3 separate regions of the Mus musculus genome follow, and regions 1 and 2 are each linked to region 3. Evidence: chromatin contacts called from public Hi-C and capture Hi-C data. All regions are on one chromosome and are shown on one strand. Each heading gives the region's core, a stretch centred on a gene start, on an enhancer-like site or on the middle of the called end of the contact. The rest is flanking DNA. Distances are from core to core; before and after follow the strand shown. Region 1 has its middle 20 kb from the start of Arhgap18. Region 2 overlaps Arhgap18 (Rho GTPase activating protein 18). Region 3 has its middle 120 kb from the start of Gm30034.

The links. A called contact is a pair of places that touch in the nucleus more often than the background predicts. Capture Hi-C pulls out chosen DNA fragments and counts their contacts.
Region 1: a contact with region 3 is called in a Hi-C map of bone marrow-derived macrophages, with 2.3 times the contacts expected there. The contact joins two enhancer-like sites. A contact is called at or near these places in 4 of 39 promoter capture datasets (the 3T3-L1 cell line, 3T3-L1-derived adipocytes, the HPC-7 cell line and 1 more), 1 of 15 datasets of contacts at CTCF or cohesin (the NIH/3T3 cell line), 4 of 484 Hi-C or Micro-C datasets (the HPC-7 cell line, bone marrow-derived macrophages and macrophages) and 1 of 115 datasets of contacts at active chromatin or transcription factors (bone marrow-derived macrophages).
Region 2: a contact with region 3 is called in a capture Hi-C map of bone marrow-derived macrophages, with 6 times the contacts expected there. The contact joins two enhancer-like sites. A contact is called at or near these places in 1 of 115 datasets of contacts at active chromatin or transcription factors (bone marrow-derived macrophages) and 1 of 9 other capture datasets (bone marrow-derived macrophages).

Annotation. Positions count from the first base shown.
Region 1 is chr10:26,751,016-26,754,065 of GRCm38.p6, forward strand. No RefSeq gene overlaps it. Among named protein-coding and RNA genes, the nearest start is that of Arhgap18, 20 kb to the right of the region's middle. Within about 2 kb of position 1,741, at least 53 of the 459 cell types and tissues checked have an H3K27ac peak or open chromatin away from gene starts, as enhancers often do. A contact at or near this core is called in the HPC-7 cell line and bone marrow-derived macrophages, where this site is marked.
Region 2 is chr10:26,798,388-26,801,331 of GRCm38.p6, forward strand. The region is part of intron 1 of Arhgap18 (Rho GTPase activating protein 18); the gene reads left to right. Among named protein-coding and RNA genes, the nearest start is that of Arhgap18, 27 kb to the left of the region's middle. Within about 2 kb of position 1,359, at least 226 of the 459 cell types and tissues checked have an H3K27ac peak or open chromatin away from gene starts, as enhancers often do. A contact at or near this core is called in bone marrow-derived macrophages, where this site is marked.
Region 3 is chr10:26,558,082-26,560,814 of GRCm38.p6, forward strand. No RefSeq gene overlaps it. Among named protein-coding and RNA genes, the nearest start is that of Gm30034, 120 kb to the left of the region's middle. Within about 2 kb of position 1,425, at least 38 of the 459 cell types and tissues checked have an H3K27ac peak or open chromatin away from gene starts, as enhancers often do. A contact at or near this core is called in the HPC-7 cell line and bone marrow-derived macrophages, where this site is marked.

The sequences.
Region 1 (3,050 bases), core at 491-2,990, 190 kb after region 3:
TTTCAAGGCTAGCTCTACTTCCCTTTTTGCCCTCTGCCTACCCACGCAGCTGAACAGTCACTGATCTTTCTAATTAATTAGCATATTCACTTACATCCCACTCACTTTCTCCCTCCCAGTCATCCCTCCTACAATCCTCCCCCTTATCCTTTTTCCCCTTCTCTGAGTAGGCAGAGCCCCTTGGGTATCCCTGTACCCTGGCACATTAAGTCTCTGCAGGTCTAGGTGCTTCCTCTCCTACTGAGGCCAGATAAGGCAGTCCAGTGAGTAGAACACATCCCACATACAGGCAACAGCTTTTGGGATAGCTACCGACTACAGTTGCTCAGGATCCACATGAAGACCAAACTGCACATCTGTGGAGGCCTAGGTCCTTCCTGAGTATGCTTATTGGTTAGTGGTTCAGTCTCTGAGAGACCCAAACGGTCCAGGTTAGTTGACTGTTATTTTTCTGTGGCGTTCCTATCCCTTTTGGGTCTGCAATCCTTCCTCCTGCTCTTACATGAGGGTCCCCAAGCTCCATCCACTGTTTGACTGGGGTTGTCTGCAGCTATCTGAGTCAGCTGCCTCAATGAAGACTCTCAGAGGATATCCATGCTAGACTCTTGTCTGCAAGCATAACAGAGTATCATTAATAGTGCCAGGGTTTGGTGCTTGCCCATCGGATGTAGCAGAGACTGAGGGAATGGCCAACTAACTGGTCACTGATCTATCTTTCATCTCTATTCCTCTGTTCAGCTATAGCACTTCTCTGAGAGCAGTGGTTCTAAACTTGTGGGTCAAGACCCTTCGGGGGAAATAAGTGACCCTTTGACATAGGTCACATATCAGATAATCTGCATCTCAGATATTTATGTGGCATTCACATCAGTAGCAAAATTACATTTATGAAGTAGCAACGAAAATAATTTTATGGCTAGGGTCACCACAACACAAAGGTGTTAAAAGATCGTAGCTTTAAGAAGGTTGAGAACAGGGGTTGGAGAGATGGCTCCGTGGTTAAGAGCACTGACCACTCTTCCGAAGGTCCTGAGTTCAAATCCTAGCAACCACATGGTGGCTCACAACCACCCGTAATGCGATCTGATGCCTTCTTCTGGGGTGTCTGAAAACAGCTACAGTGCACTTACATAAAATAAAAAACCTTAAAAACAAAAAGTTGAGAACCACTGTCTTAGAGGTTAAACGTAAACAGTGCACAGTGCTTGGGCTTGCACACTGCTACTATTATGTGAGAGGTATGTGGAATTGCATGTTTTCTTTAACATCCATTAAAAAAAGAGTAAGACTCCTCCTTTATTAGAGCACCAGTGCTGCTCTCTTTCCCATTGTGTGAAGATTTAGTTAATATATGAAGTGCTGAGAACAGTGCCTGCGGAGGTTAATCCCTCAGCCATTAGCCGGCCAGTAATGCCTCTCCGAGACAAAAGGAGCCCAGTATTTATGCTCCTGTCCAGTCCGGCCGTGAGCTGTCTGAACTCGGCACTGGGCTTTGTGTATCTCAGGCGGCAGAAATCAGTCAGTACAGGGTGTCCACGGGGACACAGGTGAACTTTGAGTGTTTCCCAAGAGAAACATAGAACACCCACCCTCTCTCCTTTTATAACTATTTCAGCTGAAGGATCGAATGTTTAATATGAATTTCTATTAAAAAACCAAATTCCTGATCTCAGAGTGTTTATTGTATTTTGACTGGTTATCACTGGCGCCCCCTGCAGGATTGATGAAGTATTTTCTTGGCCTGCCTCGGCTTGGCTGGGAAATCCTCTGAATGCTTTGTGATTTGGCAGCATACTGCAGCTCTGCAGTAGGAGGCCTGCAGAGAGCATTTTCTACCCGCCGTAAGGTTACCTGGGCATTCCAGGGTGGTGGAAAGGCATGTGATAAGGAAAAGAGGATATGCTAGGGATGGAGAAATGCTCTGTCTGGCCTACTTCGGAATCCCTTACCACTCTTTGGTGGTATCCTCTGATGCCAGGAGTTGAGCTTCTCTTCTTCAAAATGGTGGGCTGTCACAAAGCTTATTGGTGAGTACGAGCAGCAAGGCATCTGGAGAATCCACTGTAGTGTCTGTCCCACACTACACATGTTTAGTATCCGCTCCCGTCCAGTTTACAGGGTAACCCAAGCTCATCCCCACTGGCTCTGCTAAGGGTAAGGCTTTCTTTTGTTTAAGCATGTCCTTTGCTGCAGAGGGATTTTTTTTTTTTTTTTTTTTTTTTTTTTTTTTTTTGTCTTTCAGCCAGCAGGTGGCAACCAAATTAAAGCTAAAAGCTCATCTTATTTCAACATGGGTAAAAACATTGGCTTTTGCATGACGAAATGGCAGGTTGGACAGAGAGCATTTGGAACTGAAGGAGTGACACCAAGGGAGTGCTCTCCACGCTAGACCATGGGTGCCGAGGCTGGCTTTCCTGGGCCTCCCTTTGATTTCGGTTTCTGTATATCCGAGATCCTGAAGGATCCTGCTTCTTACGACACTGTACTGTAAGTAAAATGACTCGCATGGGGAGTGAGTCCTAAGTTGACATGACAGGCTCCCTGGACAGATCAATGCTGTTTGTGGGTTTGCATATTTTGAGGTTTTAATTTATCAAACGGCGAAAATGTCACTGCTATCCTGAGTATTGCCACCATGAAAACACACACAGCATAGTTCATGGCACACAGCGCATACATGATTGAGCTGCACAGATTAAATGACTTATGCTATGCTTATAGACACATGTCCGGTGGATCATGGGATCACATGTAGTCTGACTAACCCTTTCCTCATTGGATGAGGACGTGGAGACCTAGAATGGTTAATTTCTATAAAGTTACAGAGATTAATAATAATAATAATGATTATTATTATTATTATTGATTACAAATTGTGGAAAGCACAATTCCCAAAGCCAATAGTTTTAATTTTCCCCCCAATACCCCAGGGTTCCTCATTATTTCTCACTGGTGTTTGATGGTACTGAGCCTGGCTTGCCATTGAGGGCTAACTGCCCTGTTTTTAAAGACTGGCCAGGATGGGCAGTGTGGTACCACCATAATGGCTG
Region 2 (2,944 bases), core at 109-2,608, 240 kb after region 3:
TGCGTATTGGATCCCTTGGAACTAGAGTTATATATGGTTTTGTGTGTGTGTGTGTGTGTGTGTACGTGTGTGTGTGTGTACACGTGTTAGGACTCCAACCCAGGACCTCTAAATGAGCAGCCAGTGCTCTTAACCACTAAACCACCTCTTGAATAGGGACTCGATTATCCTTCTGTCACCTTGTGTAAAACTGCTACTGCTTACTTTTGCCTGTGGAGAAAGGTCTTCGAGCCACCAGACGTTCCCCACCAAGACAGACTGAATTCTCTCTGAAAGCACAGGCCCACATCAACCCCTCCCCCTTTATGGTTTTTCCTTCAGATATTTTGTTACAGTGATTAGAAAGAAAAAAAAAAAGTAAGCAACACACCCAGGGTATGTTGTTTTGTTTTGGCTACAAGAGTTTATTAACTCCTTTTGACTTGGTACAAGGTTAGGCTTAAACTTGAGGTCACCCTGTTTCGGCCTCCAGGTGGAAGGGTCAGAACCCTGTGCAGAGACAGCAGCTCCCTGCTTACTTTGTCCACAGTGCACGTTTATGACCATGAAGAGCTATATTTAGTACGGTAGACATTTTAGTGCTGATAGCTTCTGTAATTTAAGAGGACTCGTCAGAGATCATAGGGGAAATTTCACTAGGAAAGGGCGGGGTCAAGCTTCAGGTTATAACTTGTGTTTTGAGCTAGAGCCTTATGACCTTTGTGGCTTGGCTATAGTACGGTCAATCTGTCTGACCTGTGAGTAATATTGCGACTCATCAAGTGGCAAAGCACCATGACTTTGATGGCCCCAAGAGTGTCAAATGCTGTGAAGACTCAGCGAACTCACTCCAGTGTGAGCATGAAGCCAGTGGAGTGTGTGTCTGAGTGTGTGCCTCTGTGAAGCTAGTAAGTGACTCTGTGTGTGTGTGTGTGTGTGTGTGTGTGTGTGTGTGTGTGTGTTCGCCTCCGTGAAGCTAATAAGGTACCACATGGCACTCATCCTCAGCTGTGGTATTGGGTGATACTCTCATTATCAAACATTTGAAAACAGCCCGAAGAGGAAGCGCAGGTCATTTACAGCACAACTTCAGAGCTAACCTTGGTATTTTTCCTTTGGGGGTTGTGTTTTTCTGTCTTGATTTTTAGTTTTTATTCCGCGCACACACACGTTCTTAGACATGCTATCTTAACATTGAAGTTTCTATAGCTTATCTACTGTTGTTACACTTGCAGTTAAATTTTAACCCAGCTGCAGAATGCAGAATGTCTCAGCAGGCATTTTCTGCTAGGGAAACCACAGATATGTCAGGATGTGTATGTTGCTAAGCCACCACAACATCATTTCCTTTCCTACTTCCCCTTGACCCCTGCAGTCCCATTGCTGGCTTGTCACTCCTGGCATCTGAGTCATCCCGGACTTGTGTCTCAGGCCTGCTCCAGGGGGCTGTTACTGAGCTACGTGGTTTTTTTCTTCTTGGCTTTGTTTTTTTGATTTTTTTTTTTTTCCTGCCCAGCCTTCCTTTGTTTTCAAGTGCTGCACCACAGCTTGGCCTTACTGCACTCATCTCAACACTGTCGAGGCCTGCTTGCTGCGCATGCGCAGAGGCCTGGCTTCCATCTTCAACACCCCAAGGACAGAAAGTAGTCATCATTGCTGGTTTCTCAGTGTTTGTGTGACAGTCTCCAGTGAGAGCGGCCCTGCACTCTTGGCCAGCTTTCTTTCCATCCGTTGTGATTCCCTCGTGGTGTTCTCGTTTACCATGTTCACCATGTGCTTCTTCCTTACTGGGTTGTTAGAGGTAAATGGAGTACTGTGACGTAGGAGAGCCTCTAACATTTCCAGCCTCTATCCTTCACGACTTTATGACCCATTAGGGCTTTCTCTCTTCCTACCTATCATATTGCTCTATAATTCACACTAATAAAAATATGAAAGACATCATACTGGTTTATGCTTGAGGTAATTTGTTAATTAATAGCTTCTTCTCTTTCCTCTTCCTCCTTTAGACGGGGTCTCACTTTGTAGCCCAGGTTAATCTCAGATTTGTACTCTTTCTGCCTCTGGAGTACCGTGATTACACACTTATGTGATAGCACCCGGCACAAATTATTTCACAACAGAAATTTTAAGGAAATGGGACTAATGAAAAGAGCAGGTTGGTTTTCCTTAATTTCTTCCAGGGGGGCTTTATTTGGTCAGTTAAATAGATTGCAATGCTGTGTTTGTTACCTTTAGTCCACAGTCCAGAGAAAGAACACTTTTCTGGGTGGAGATATAACTGAGGTGTGCTTTATGTTTTGATGTAGAAAGTCTGCGGTTTAATCTCAACCACTATAATAATATAATTTTCTTGAAGTATGTAAGTCCGAGAAAACTATTTCAAAGTATAGCATAAAAATGAAAGACGAGCAGGAGAGAAATAGAGCTTTCTGTGAGATTGTATTATCTAAGAATGTCCTTTGAAGACAATGTACTTCTTTGGGAATGTTCTTTGATAAAAATATATTACGTGAATGAATTTTAAAAAGTCAGACTTGGTTTGTGTGTGTGTCCCATTTAGTTTCTTTACTTCTTTTCAGGTACGTGTGACCAGTATTATATCTGTTCTAGAATATAAACTTATAGAATCTTTGAGCAGGTTGTTTTCTCTCTGTGTGTGTGTGTGTGTATGAGCACACACACACACAAGCACACATGTATGTACAGACATCAGTGTGTGAGGTGATGCTCTGGGATAATTTTTCTCATCCTTTGGAATAGTTTTCCTTGTACTCATCTTCCAAGCTTCTACACAACATCCCACAGAGCTCTTAATACTGAATGGATTTTCTAGCCCAAAGTTCCAAAGTCCTTCCACAGTCCTCCCCAAAACATGGTCAGGTTGTCATTGGAATACCACACTATGCTGAGTTTGGGTTGATTTTAGTAACAGGCCTTAAGAATTTTATCCTATATCCCAGGT
Region 3 (2,733 bases), core at 175-2,674:
GCTTTGTCACAAAGAGATTGTAGAAGAAGCCATACAGGACTCTCAAAGTTGTTGATGGTTTTACATCTCCCTCTGCTCTCAGCTCCCAGCTTCTTTAAACTCCAAGAGAAGCTTCCATATATTGTGAGGAACCACTTGGTAAAGGTTATGTGGAAAGAAACTGCGGCACTAGAGGGCCCCACCCTGCCAGTGGATACTGTCAGTGCCCATCACCCCAGTCCTAATGTGACTGCACTTCTACAACAGCCTTAAGTGAAGACTAACCACTTCCTGAACCCCTAAGCCCAGAACTTGTCAGCACATCAAATTATTATCAAGTTTTGAGGTAATTTATTCTGTAGACACAGTAACTAGATTAATATTTTTGAGTTGAATTCTTGCTTAGAAGAGATTTTGTTTGCTTCATTAGATCTGGTTTAGTTTTAATTTTAGTTTTAGGTGTCTCATGTAACCTAGGCTTGTCCTAACTTTGCTATGTAGGTGAAGCTAGCCTTGAACTCTTGATCCACCTGCCTCAGGCTTCCAAGTGCTGGAATTACAAAAAGGAACACTATATTGCCTAAAAGTTTTGGAAATCAGCAGTGGTTTTAAGATCAAGCCTAGGCTTTCTCTTCTAACAAGATTCCATGCAGTTTCTCTCCTTAGAACTATTCCTGGGTTCCATGGTTTTAGCTCCTCACTGGATTTGCTACTGGTTAACACTGGAAGGCTACAAAGCAGATATATATATCTGCTCTCTCTCTCTCTCTCTCTCTCTCTCTCTTCCTCTCTCTCTCTCTCTCTCTATATATATATATATATAGAGAGAGAGAGACTATGGTCAGCCGTGTCCTTTAGGTTTGAAGTCTAGGTCTGATGAATGCACCTATAAAGGGTTAAACAATGAATGATAAATATATGAACCAATGGACAAACCTATTAAGTCCTGTGACATGTTTTCATGTGTTAAGCTTACTCTTGGATGCCTTTTGATTATGTTCAGAGCCTTTTACCATACTTCAAATACATATAATTTTTCCCAATTCACCCAATTATTAGGGAAGGGGATCAATCTTACAGACAAAAGGAATTTTATTAACTGTCTTTTTAAAAGATTTTACCATGTTTCTGACATGATGTTCTTGTTAACGATATAATCAACCTTGGGTTTGTATAAAGAAAACCTACACACTGCCCATTAACTATGAACTCCAACTCCCCCAGGAGATGTAAGCCCAGCATTCAGAGAGCTTCCTTCTTGTGAGGAAGGTTACAGTAAGCAAGAAAGAAGGAAATTACTCAAGAGAAATAAGGCCTGTAAAGAGTCATAAAATAAGGTAACATGTTAAACTTGCTGCATGGGTCATTTAGATGACAGCTAGGACGAGGTCTAAAACACAGGAGGAAAATGAAACGTGTATTCCAAGCAGAGAGGAAGCACAAGGCACAAAAGTCACAAGACTTGTGGCAAAAGGAAGGCCTATGAGAGAAGAGTATCTGACGGTGAATCATCAGGATGGGGTCAGCAACTGATGAGATCAGTCAGGCATTCCTACAGTAAATACAAAATGAAACCTTTTCCCTAAGAGCACTCATTATACAGTGAGGATTTTATTTTTTTTTATTGGTTACTTAATTATTTACGTTTCAAATGTTATCCCTCTTCCTGGTTTCCTCTTTGCAAACCCCCTATCTAATCTCCCCCCCCCCCCCGCTTCTATGAGGATGCTCCCCCCCACCTACTCCAGCCTCACTAAACTAGCATTCCCCCACACTGAAGCATCGAGCCTCCACAGGACCAAGGGTCTCCCTTCCCATTGATTCTAGATAAGGCCATCCTCTGCTACATATGCAGCTGGAGCCATGGGCACTCTTTGGTTGGTGGTTTAGTCCCTTGGAGCTCTGGTGCCAGGAAAGTAAGAGGCTCCCAGGACCCAATAGGGATGGCATTGCCTGAAATACCCAATAAAGGGGAGATAGAACCTGCAGAGACCATATCCAGAGGTTAGGTTTCTGACATGATGTTCTTGTTAACCTGGTCGAGGAGTGTGGCCATCCACTCATCTCAAAAATATTAACACAGAATTTTTCCTACCTAAAGGAAATACAGGGACAAAGAGTGAAGCAGAGACTGAAGGAAAGACTGCCCCACCTAGGGATCCATCCCATCTGCAGACACCAAATCCAGACACTATAGCTAATGTCAAGCAAGAAACACTTGCTGACAGGAGCCTGGTATGGCTGTCCCCTGAGAGGCTCTGCCAGAGCCTGATCAATACCGACGTGGATGCTTGCAGCCAAACATCAGACTGAGCATGGGGTCCCCAAAGGAGGAGTTATGGGAAGGACTAAAGGAGCTCAAGGGGTTTGCAACCCCATAGGAAGAAGTACAATGAGGATTTTAAACCAGTTATTAGACATATTTATAAACTGCCTTCCGGGTGCCCTGTATCTAGGAACCAGGGTCTTAGATGAGGGCATAAGTGCAAGCAAGAGATTGTTTTACATCTAGGATAGAGTACAGGGAGGAGGGTGGTGGCAATAAAGAGCAGAAGAAGCCAATACATACAAAGCATGCTTTGTAGGAAGACCCTTGGGGACTGGACGGATTACATGTGGAAGGAAGGCTTCCTGCCAAACCTCAGTTTGGCACCATCCTGGCTTGGACTGCATTATATATACAGTCATTCAAATAGCTGTTGCCCATTCTCTTCATACTTTGTAAAACAATAAAAAATTGGAAATGTCCAAACG